Linked DNA regions of Xenopus tropicalis: region 1 is linked to region 2. A link is a contact called in public Hi-C data. All regions are on one chromosome and are shown on one strand. Each heading gives the region's core, a stretch centred on a gene start, on an enhancer-like site or on the middle of the called end of the contact. The rest is flanking DNA. Distances are from core to core; before and after follow the strand shown.

The links. A called contact is a pair of places that touch in the nucleus more often than the background predicts.
Region 1: a Hi-C map of neurula embryo shows a contact between it and region 2, with 5 times the contacts expected there. The contact joins two enhancer-like sites. A contact is called at or near these places in 4 of 5 Hi-C or Micro-C datasets (brain, gastrula embryo, neurula embryo and 1 more).

The regions. Positions count from the first base shown.
Region 1 is chr2:142,985,011-142,989,663 of UCB_Xtro_10.0, reverse strand. No RefSeq gene overlaps it. Among named protein-coding and RNA genes, the nearest start is that of fignl2, 65 kb to the right of the region's middle. Within about 2 kb of position 2,728, at least 2 of the 11 cell types and tissues checked have an H3K27ac peak or open chromatin away from gene starts, as enhancers often do. A contact at or near this core is called in neurula embryo, where this site is marked.
Region 2 is chr2:142,816,927-142,821,891 of UCB_Xtro_10.0, reverse strand. No RefSeq gene overlaps it. Among named protein-coding and RNA genes, the nearest start is that of fignl2, 100 kb to the left of the region's middle. Within about 2 kb of position 2,506, at least 2 of the 11 cell types and tissues checked have an H3K27ac peak or open chromatin away from gene starts, as enhancers often do. A contact at or near this core is called in neurula embryo, where this site is marked.

The DNA.
Region 1 (4,653 bases), core at 1,479-3,978, 170 kb before region 2:
TATCCAGTGCATTGGGCAGGTTGTGCTTTATTAGCAGCCCCTTGCTTTAATGCTAACATTCTGGCAGACACATGTCCTTAAAAGTAAATCAAGGATCTTCTCCTTCCCCCACTCCTTCTTAAGAATCAAAGTCCATCTTATAAAATGTGACCACAAAAATCAGGCTACCAATGATTTCCTTCAGTGCTTTTATTTGCACTTGTGTGGGATATCCCTGATTTCTATTTCCCAGCAGTCCTGTCCTTACTGGCAGAGCTGGCTGTAGGGTAGGGCAAATCCATACACTAGGGGGAGTAAACACTGCAACTGCTCTGGGGCCCTGGATTGTAAAAGACCCTGTGACCATGGCTGAAATATATGTTTGTGGAATGCAGTGTACACCTAAAACTGCCTTTGCTAAAAATTAACACATTAATACATTTGTGTTGAAAAAGTCACAATTGTGTCGAAATCAAGTCACGCCTGTGTCAAAAAGTTCACAGTGACAAAAAAAATCATTAAAAAAAGTTGCGTGCATTAAAAAAGTTGCATGGTAGAGTAGTTTCACCAATTTTCCACAATTTTGTCGGCAACACTAAATTGGACAAATTCGCTCGTCACTATTTTTTATCCATGGAAAAATGTTGCTCAGGACAATGACAGTTATGTAGAAACTCAGCTGTTACCTTCTGGAGCACTAAAACATTATTTTGCCCAGTCCTGCGCTTAAGGGCAAATGCCCATACCTGGTGCACTCTTACCTTCCAGTTTGTGCCTGTATGTTACCCAACCACTCAGATTGTAAGCTCTATGGGGCAGGGACCTCCTTCCTACTGTGTCTCATACCACATAGCACTTATATATATATATATACATATATGTATTTATTGTATTTATTTATTATATCACTTGTCCTCCCTGTGTGTAATTTTGTATTCTGTAAGACTGTACAGCGCTGCGTACCCTTGTGGCGCTTTATAAATAAAGTTATACATACATACATACATACATGTATTGGATTTTTTAAACAGGAAAAATGCCTGAAATACAACGTCGACATTGAAAAAGGGTGAAAATGATGACATTTTATTTATATCTATCCTCAGTGTTGGACTGCGGTACCGGGAGCCCACCAGAGAAAATAACTCCAGGGTCCCATCAGCATGTGCACATTAACTTGCCTTACATTTACTGGAACACATTTTGGGGCTTAAAGGGGATCTCCACCCAAGAACTGTTTTTTGTATAATAAAGGAATATGCATATTGTTTTTTCTTGATTTGTGTTTTTGTGCTAATAATCATGAATTTGAATTGTGGTTTAAAAAAACGTGAATTTGTAATATTTATTAAAGGAAAACTATTCCCCTGAACAATGTTGGTCTCTATAAAAATATATTGCATAAACAACCTCATGTGTAAAACCCTGCTTCATCTAAATAAACCATTTATAAAATTTTTAAAATATACTTTTTTAGTAGTATGTGCTATTGGGTAATCCTAAATAGAAAATTGCCATTTTAAGAATTAAAGGCCGCCCCCTGGGATCATAGGATTCACAGTGCACACAAACAAGCCAAGGCACACATACATGCTAGGCCCCATCAGCCAATTAATGGACAGAGTTCTGCCTTTTACTCCCACACTACTTCCTGTTACAGTTAGAGCTGCATTATTTCCTGTCAGGTGATCTCTGAGGGAGCACCCAGCCCATCACAAAAAGGGGAACCTTGGGAGGTCATGTAGAAACCAATGGGAGCTGTACTAGGCAACATTTTACCTATTTAGTCACACTTTTTTCGGGTTATTTTAATGATTTTATTTGCTCGTGTTTGTTTTTTCAGATTTGTATATAAATAAAGTAACATTTACATCTTTAAAAATGCCGAGGTTATTCGAATAAGAAAAAAATTGCAAATTACACAAATACAAATTTTGATAAATTAGCCTCCACACAACTTTCCAATATTCATTGATTAAATATTACCATTGGCATTAACGTTAATTATAAATGTAATTTCTATTGAAAGCGGTGTCTGTCTGTCCCTTTATGTTCTCTTGTTTTGACTCGTGGAACCATGTAACAGGAGTCTCCTTCAGGTCTGTTAATCAGCTGGCTTCTGCTAAATTGTTTCAGGAGTCAGAGCCGGTCATGCAGAGAGATAGTGCCTTTTTTATTGGCAATTTCACTTACAAATAACTTCATATCCACTTATATTTGTATATATATATATTGTATATTTATAAATTCAGCGATAAGCCCATTTTACAGAATGAAGCTTACGGCACATTTAAAAAACGCCAAAGGATGGGTTTGAAATGTGTCAGTATGGAGTTGGGTTACATACAGGATATAGCTTCAAGCAACAGCATTTTACAGACAATTATATTTACTCAGACTGCATAGACATTTATAAGAAATGTGACATTAAGAACACAAGTTTCCGTACAAACAAGAGATTATACATTATGTATAGCACTTGTACAGGAATGCTAGTAATATGAAAGTATCATGAATTCCATGTTACCTAGAAATATATATACTGTACATAAATAGCACAGTAAAACTTGAGCTATGATCTTTAGTCTAAAATTATTCCATTCCAGCCTTTCCTGGCTTTCTCTCCATTACTTCTGTGCCAAAGTGCTGTTCCCTTTGGCCCCTTATCTGCCTGACTGTGTTGTCATGGACAGATCCCTGCAGAACACATGCTTGCAGTGATTGACAAGTCAGCACCCTCCCCATAGAGGATCCAGTTACCATCATAGCATCAGTCCAGCAGCAAATTCCCTAAAATAATTGGCCCCCGTTCAGCAATCTGTCAGCAGTGCAAACTCCTGGTGACTAGCAGAGAGAGCAAATGTAAAACCTCCAAAAACACAAAACTAATGTGTGCTGTGTAAATCCAATGAGTTGTTTGGAGCAGGACCACATAGCGCCTGGGAAGAAATTATGAAATTGGTGTATTTTGTACTTTTATAACCAATGGCAACTGATCATAAATGGGGTCTGACTGGTCAACAGCAGTAATGCCAATGAAAGCAAAAATGTGACCAGTATTACCATTACATGAAGTAAAATGATCCCATGTATTTTGTTTACAATGGATTCTTTATATGTGGACAGTGCAGCAAGCAAGCAATATATTTAAAAAAAGTATTAATGATAAACAAGCTTGTTTAACTTCTTTCTGTTCAGCATCATATTTCTAATCAGAACAAATGTTGTTGCCACAGAAGCTATCTAACATTGGTCACATGCACAATCCAAATCCAAAATGGCTAATAAGCAGTTAATTTATAGAAATCTGCAGAGGTCTGTACCACATGACTTTCCAGATATCTCAGATCATTTGGGTTGATCCTCTCAATCCTGCATCTGTTAGTACCCTATCCACACCTCTATACAAGGAATCAGCAAATAGCCTGCTGAATATGCCCCAGCTGTGAGATGTCGTGATGAATAAAATGATTTTGCCAGGTATGGATTTGTGGATAAATTCAGCATTTCCTGAACAGAATTAATTGGCCTGCAAAGTTTTGTATCATCTTCAACCCCTAATATATTACTTACAAGCTTACTTACTTATAGACGTGCAAGTAAACTATTGAAGAAAATAAAAGGAATGAGACAATGTAAATACTAAAATTATGAAAGTTGGGTTTGCTTTCTGTGGAGAGGTGGGGCTTGCAACGTTACATAACAAATACATTAGAGTCATTATAGGCAGATAACAGGGAATCTTTCTTTACCAAGAAAAACATAAAATGCAACCCCTTAGGGTCTCCTTTAAGGGTGGCGAGGCAGTGGGCTGCCCTGTTAGATAATTTTGTGATGTCAGATTGCTTTGAAATCATTACATGAGTAATGTAGCATGCATTACCATGTGATAGTGTGACGCAGATGCCAGGAAAATGCAACCTGCATAATGCCAACTGTAAACTCTGGTGGAAGAGGAATAATGGTCTGAAGTAGTTTTTATAGGGTTTGGGTTATGGGCCTTAATTCCAGTGAAAGCAAATGTATGCATGCAAAAGCTTTGGAATGGTCCTGACTCAGCCAGCTATATATATATCTATATATACAAGGGGTGACGGCACACACAGGGATTTTTACTCAGGAGTTACAAGTTTGGAGAATACAAAAAAGAGGTTTTATTTAGTCCAAAGTTTCAGTTCCTACTGGAACTTTCATCAGGGACTCCCTGACCCCAGGGACCTTGATAAAGGTCCCGGTTGAGGACCGAAACGTTGATCTAAATAAAATAAGCATCTTTTTTTGATGAAATTTTCCTGGTGTGCATCAGCATTTTTTACATATTTACATTGTTTTTCTGATTTGCACCCAGGTTGTAATCCCTATAAGTGTGTGCCTCAGCCTTTTTATATATATATATATACATATATATATATATATATATATATATATATCGTATATATATATATATAAGTAATGGTAAGCTGTAGATATGGTTCACTTATTATGGTTAGAGTGTCTAGGAGATAATTCCTAAAATGTTATATCTGTCTAATGTATTCTGGTTTAAATAGTACTTGTTTATACTCTGTTGTTACAAATGAAAAGCTGTAGGGTTGCAGCTATCGTGTCGTCTGTGTTCCAGAATTATTGACACAAGGCTTTTAACTTAATTGGCATCTCCGACTGTAAAATTGT
Region 2 (4,965 bases), core at 1,257-3,756:
TGGGGGCTTCTCTTGCTGTTAGGCTTGATATAGCCCCATTTATACCCCTGCTCAGGGTAAATGAAGCCAGACTGATCCAGTCCATATATAGTCCTTACTGAAAAAGATGAAAAGGAAACACAGGTCAGAGACCCTGGTGGCCACCCTTGTATAATTAGTGCAGTGCTACCTTGTAACATGTTGTAGTAGTACATATGCTCATAGGAATAGATCTCACCCGTAGTATAGGTGGTCCCAGGTGCTCATGCCCCAGACCTTCAGCCAAAGGGAGCCATCATGGATACATCTCTGATATAGAATGAGGGCAGGCACTCTGGTATAGTCAAAATGAATAGCGATTGTTCATGAGAGGTAAAAATAAAATCAAAAACCTTTTATTTAACACATGATACAGAGAGCCTTACGCGTTTCGTACCTCCTGGTACTTAATCATAGGCAGTGCTTCCTTGTATCTACATTTAATGGTCATTTTTCATACATTGTCTCTTTGTCAGATGAACTCAGCCTTGATTTGGAAAGTGAGATAGTATTGAGTCTATTCAAATCCCTTTGCAATCTATTTTTTAGCCTTTGATCAAAACCTTGCCCTGTGTAAAATCTCGGAAATCTTCCATATTTTATCAAATGAAAACCAAAAGCTGGCCATGTATTTAGAAGTAAGAGCCGCTTGATTGAGCTTGCTTTGTGCAACATACAAATCACAACCAGCTAATAGAGATTGCATGAAGGGTTCCAGGTATAAGTCCTACATTTCCACATGGAGTTATGGTTTAGGAGATGGGTCTGAGCACTCTCTAACGGTGCCTCTAATTATTACATATCTCAGTCTTACTTTTTAGTATTATGACAAAAAGCTGATGCTGAGCTTTAAGGTCTGATCAGCGGGTATTATGGGCAGAAAGCAGTCAGGTGATGTTGAAAGTATTTGTTCATGGCTCCCCAGTAACCACAGATTTTTTTTTATCTTGTAAAAGACTTCTGACCAGACTTGGAATAAACCATTTATGACAGAAAGACCATAGAGGTGAAAAAATCCAAAAATAGGAAAAAAAGCTCCAGCAGATTAACTGCAAAACATTTATTATGGGTAGTGTTACCACTACCCATAATAAATGTTTTGCAGTTAATCTGCTGGAGCTTTTTTTCCTATTTTTGGATTTTTGCAGTTGTATTTGGTTGCAGCACAGAGCAACAACTAGGAGCTAAAGCATTTTTCGTAAGTACTTTATACAAAGTTCACCAATAATTTTTCATTTTTGACCATAGAGGTGAACTACCTGTCACTATATGATATAATTTTAAATCCTCTTATATCATGTTAACTGACCAAAATAAAGTATACTTATACTTAACAAATTAGCCAAACCTTCAATGTTGGGCTGGCCCACTGGGGATCTTGCGGGCTCCTTTGGCCCAAGTTCCCCCCAACATCAGACTTGGGCAGAATGGGCACTGCTATATAAGAGATTGAAAATTCAATTTAGCTCCATTAAATTCAACCCTTTCAAGTGAACCCAGCACATATATAGACCCATACCAACCTATCTATATACTCACTTACATAGACTATATATACCAACATCAATACTGATAGTAAATTTTAGTATCACAACAGCCTTGGATATAATGCATTATTTCACTTATTATAGGTACTCTAACACCAAATATTCTCATTAATTGTACCTAGTACAGGGGACATTTAAAATAGATAGTGTTTCTCCTTTCTCATAGGAGCACACTTGGTAGATGGTTTTGCCTCATAGTAGCATGGTCCTCTTCTGTACTTCTGGTGAACCCCCCCAAGACACGGAGAAGAGGGGCCTCTCTGAGACAAGATAGGGTTTCAAGCCAAGTTAGAGAATCATTTAATATTGAATAGACAAGAATAGAAGTGTAAATGTGCTTTTAGTTCTTCATCAACAGTCAGTAGGAACATGAAATGAATATGATATTTACAAAGAACAAAATGGATTTGTCAAGCAGGTAAGCAATGCTATTTATTTGCAGGTTACTAGGCTTACATTGTTCATTGATGTTAATCAGTTACAAAATTGATAGCTTCTTTTTGCATTAGTATTTTTTGTTTAATGATATTCCCAGCCAGAGGGTAGAACACACAGGTTTGCGTACAAGCTAGGGTATTCCAGTGTCACTAGTGCTGCCTTGGAATAAAGCTATATATTAGCCAAGCATTCTGCGTAATGGTATAGTTATTGTCAGGATGAAATACCGCCTGCACCCAATCTGCAGATGGATATAAATACAGATAAAAAATGCAGCAGTGCCCAATCAATAGCATGTTTTACAAGTAATCCAGTCATACCGGTAAACTGTATTAACATCAACATCTGACATCAAAGCAATTATTAAAGCCACTGAAAGCAGGGCTCAGTGAGAGCCTCCAGCAAGCCGCAAGCCATAATCCCCTTGCCTTGCAGTGCACAGTTTAAGCACTATTATAATCCACCAGAAACAATGAGTGCTTCATAGTCGGCCGGGCAGCACCAAAGGAAACTAGTGATCCGTCAAACAAAGCAGCTGGCCTGGCAGTTACAGTAAGAATAGAGCTGGGGGTGCGTAGCCATGCAGGCAGCGCTCAGCACAACGTGAGCCATGCATCTGACACCAAGAAATCTCATATTCTTCATAGAAAGATTCCTTCAGCCAAGGAAATGACTTTATACAGAATCTTACTGCAATATGTAATGCCTCTGCCTCTGAAGGGCTATGAGAATATCCATGGGCACAATCACAGGTGGCAAAACTGTACCTACTAAAGGTTTACATTTATGTGCTAGTTGGTGTTTTGCGCCAAGCATACAAATCAGCTGTTTCCCATTGTGATATGTTAAAGGGGTTGTTCACCTTTAAATGTACTCTTAGTACGATGTAGAGAGTGCTGTTTTGAGACAATTCACAAAGAGATCCACACCCCTTCCTGCCTCCTCCTTTATACCCTTGTGGGCCCTCCCACATATCCTGCCAAGAAATCCCCCCCTTCTCTTTAGCCCCCTCTGTTGGTAACGTGCAGTAATTACATCCTAAACACAAAACCTCTCTGCTGCCATCTATTTATCTCTTAAATTGCCCTCCTGGTCCTGTGTCAATGCACAATAGCATGCTTTGCTGCAAGGAAATGCATCAGTAACCCCTTGCTACCCAGGGGGCTGCTTCTATAAGGCAGAGAAACACACCTCTGGTGGCAGCACCCCTCAGGTTGCCAGAATAATTAAACTGGATATTTGGCTCTGCAACCCCTCCTGGACTCCCTCTGGCACAGGAAAGGTTAGCGATGGGAGGGCTGCATCACAGGAGCTGCCTCAGGGTGGCTGCAGCATTAAAATCTCCACTGATGGTACCCGCTATATAACGTACCCAATAGAATCATCTTTCCTTCCCGATAAAGCAACATTTATTGAACCAAAATGAAGTCCCTTATATGAAACAATGTCTGTAAATATTAGGAAGCAAATATTCTATGTCTATCAGTAATTTCCCTGAGCTCCAGCCCTTGAATCACATGAGTAGCCATTTTGGTGTTTTGTGCCAAGCATATAAAGCAGCTAATGTCTCCCATCACAATATGTTAAAGGCATTGTTCACATTTGAATGAACTTTTAGATTGATATAGAGAGAGCTATTTTGAGACAATTCACAATTAGGTATCTTTTTTTATTATTTAAGTTTTGGATTTTTTTTACTTTTTCGTGCAGCAGCTCTTTAGTTTGGGATTTCAGCAGCTTTCTTGTTGCTAGGATCCAATTTAACCTAGCAACCAGGCAGTGGCCTGAAAGAGAGAGAGACATATGAATAGAAAAGGACCTAAAAAGAAAGATAATAAATAAAAAGTAGCAATAACATAAAATTTTAGACCCCATTTCAAAGCTGGAAAGAGGCAAAAGAAGAAGGCAAATAATGAGATGATAAAAGATGGAGACTAATTGAAAAGTTGCGAAGAATAGGCTATTCTATAACATACTAAAAGTTAAGCTGCAGGTGAATCACCCCTTTAAAGAAACTGTAAACAATCAAAACAAGTGAATGTAAAATTACTCAGAACACATTTGTCATTTGCATTCATTGTAAACTGCTAATAGAATGAATCTGAAACAAGGGCGCCACCTGATGGTAATTTCAACTGGCTTCAGGCAGCTGAAAATTCTGAAGAAAGATTAGTCTTGTGATGTTGCTCTTCTGAAAACTGACCAAAGACACACGTCAGAGACTGTTCTCTTCTCACTAACTTTACTTTCTGAGCAGAGCAACATCACAAGACTTTCTTTTCTCATAAAATACACTTTCAGCTGGGTATAGCCAGTCAGCTAAAATAAACAGCAAATGGCGCTGTTATTTTAAAATTACATTTGCAGTGTAAAACTGTTCACTAGTGATTAGTCACACTAACAAAAACTGTAGTACCGTGTTAGCCAGCGTCAAAAATAATAAAAAAAAACACAAATACAAGAGTATTATAGAAATGATACCTATATTGGCTAACAATAAAAACATATTGCAAGCTTTCGGAGCTCTAGAGCCAATCAATATAGGTATCATTTCTACAATACTCTTGTACTTGTGTTTTTTTTTATTATCTAGTGAAACTGTCCTGTTTCTCTTTCCTGAAAATATGTGAAACTGCAGTAAAATGGCAAAGTTTTGCTGAAATGTTACCAAGTGCATCGGAGTCAATTTCTCATGCCAAATACAATGGAGTCAACTGTTGTTTATTCTTGTGACAAATTATCTGGAGTCCATGGGTATTTTTTCTCGTATTTTTTTCCTCTCTAAACAAAGTGAATGGTAACATTTCAGAGCAGACTTGCAAATACGTTCACTGCTGCACAGATCTGTATCAGGCCGAAAACTTCACTTATCACTACTGTTAAGTTGTACACTAGAAAAAATGAATGCAATGTAAAATGGAACAATTTCATTTTTGTTTTGAGGGTTTACATTTACTTTGAA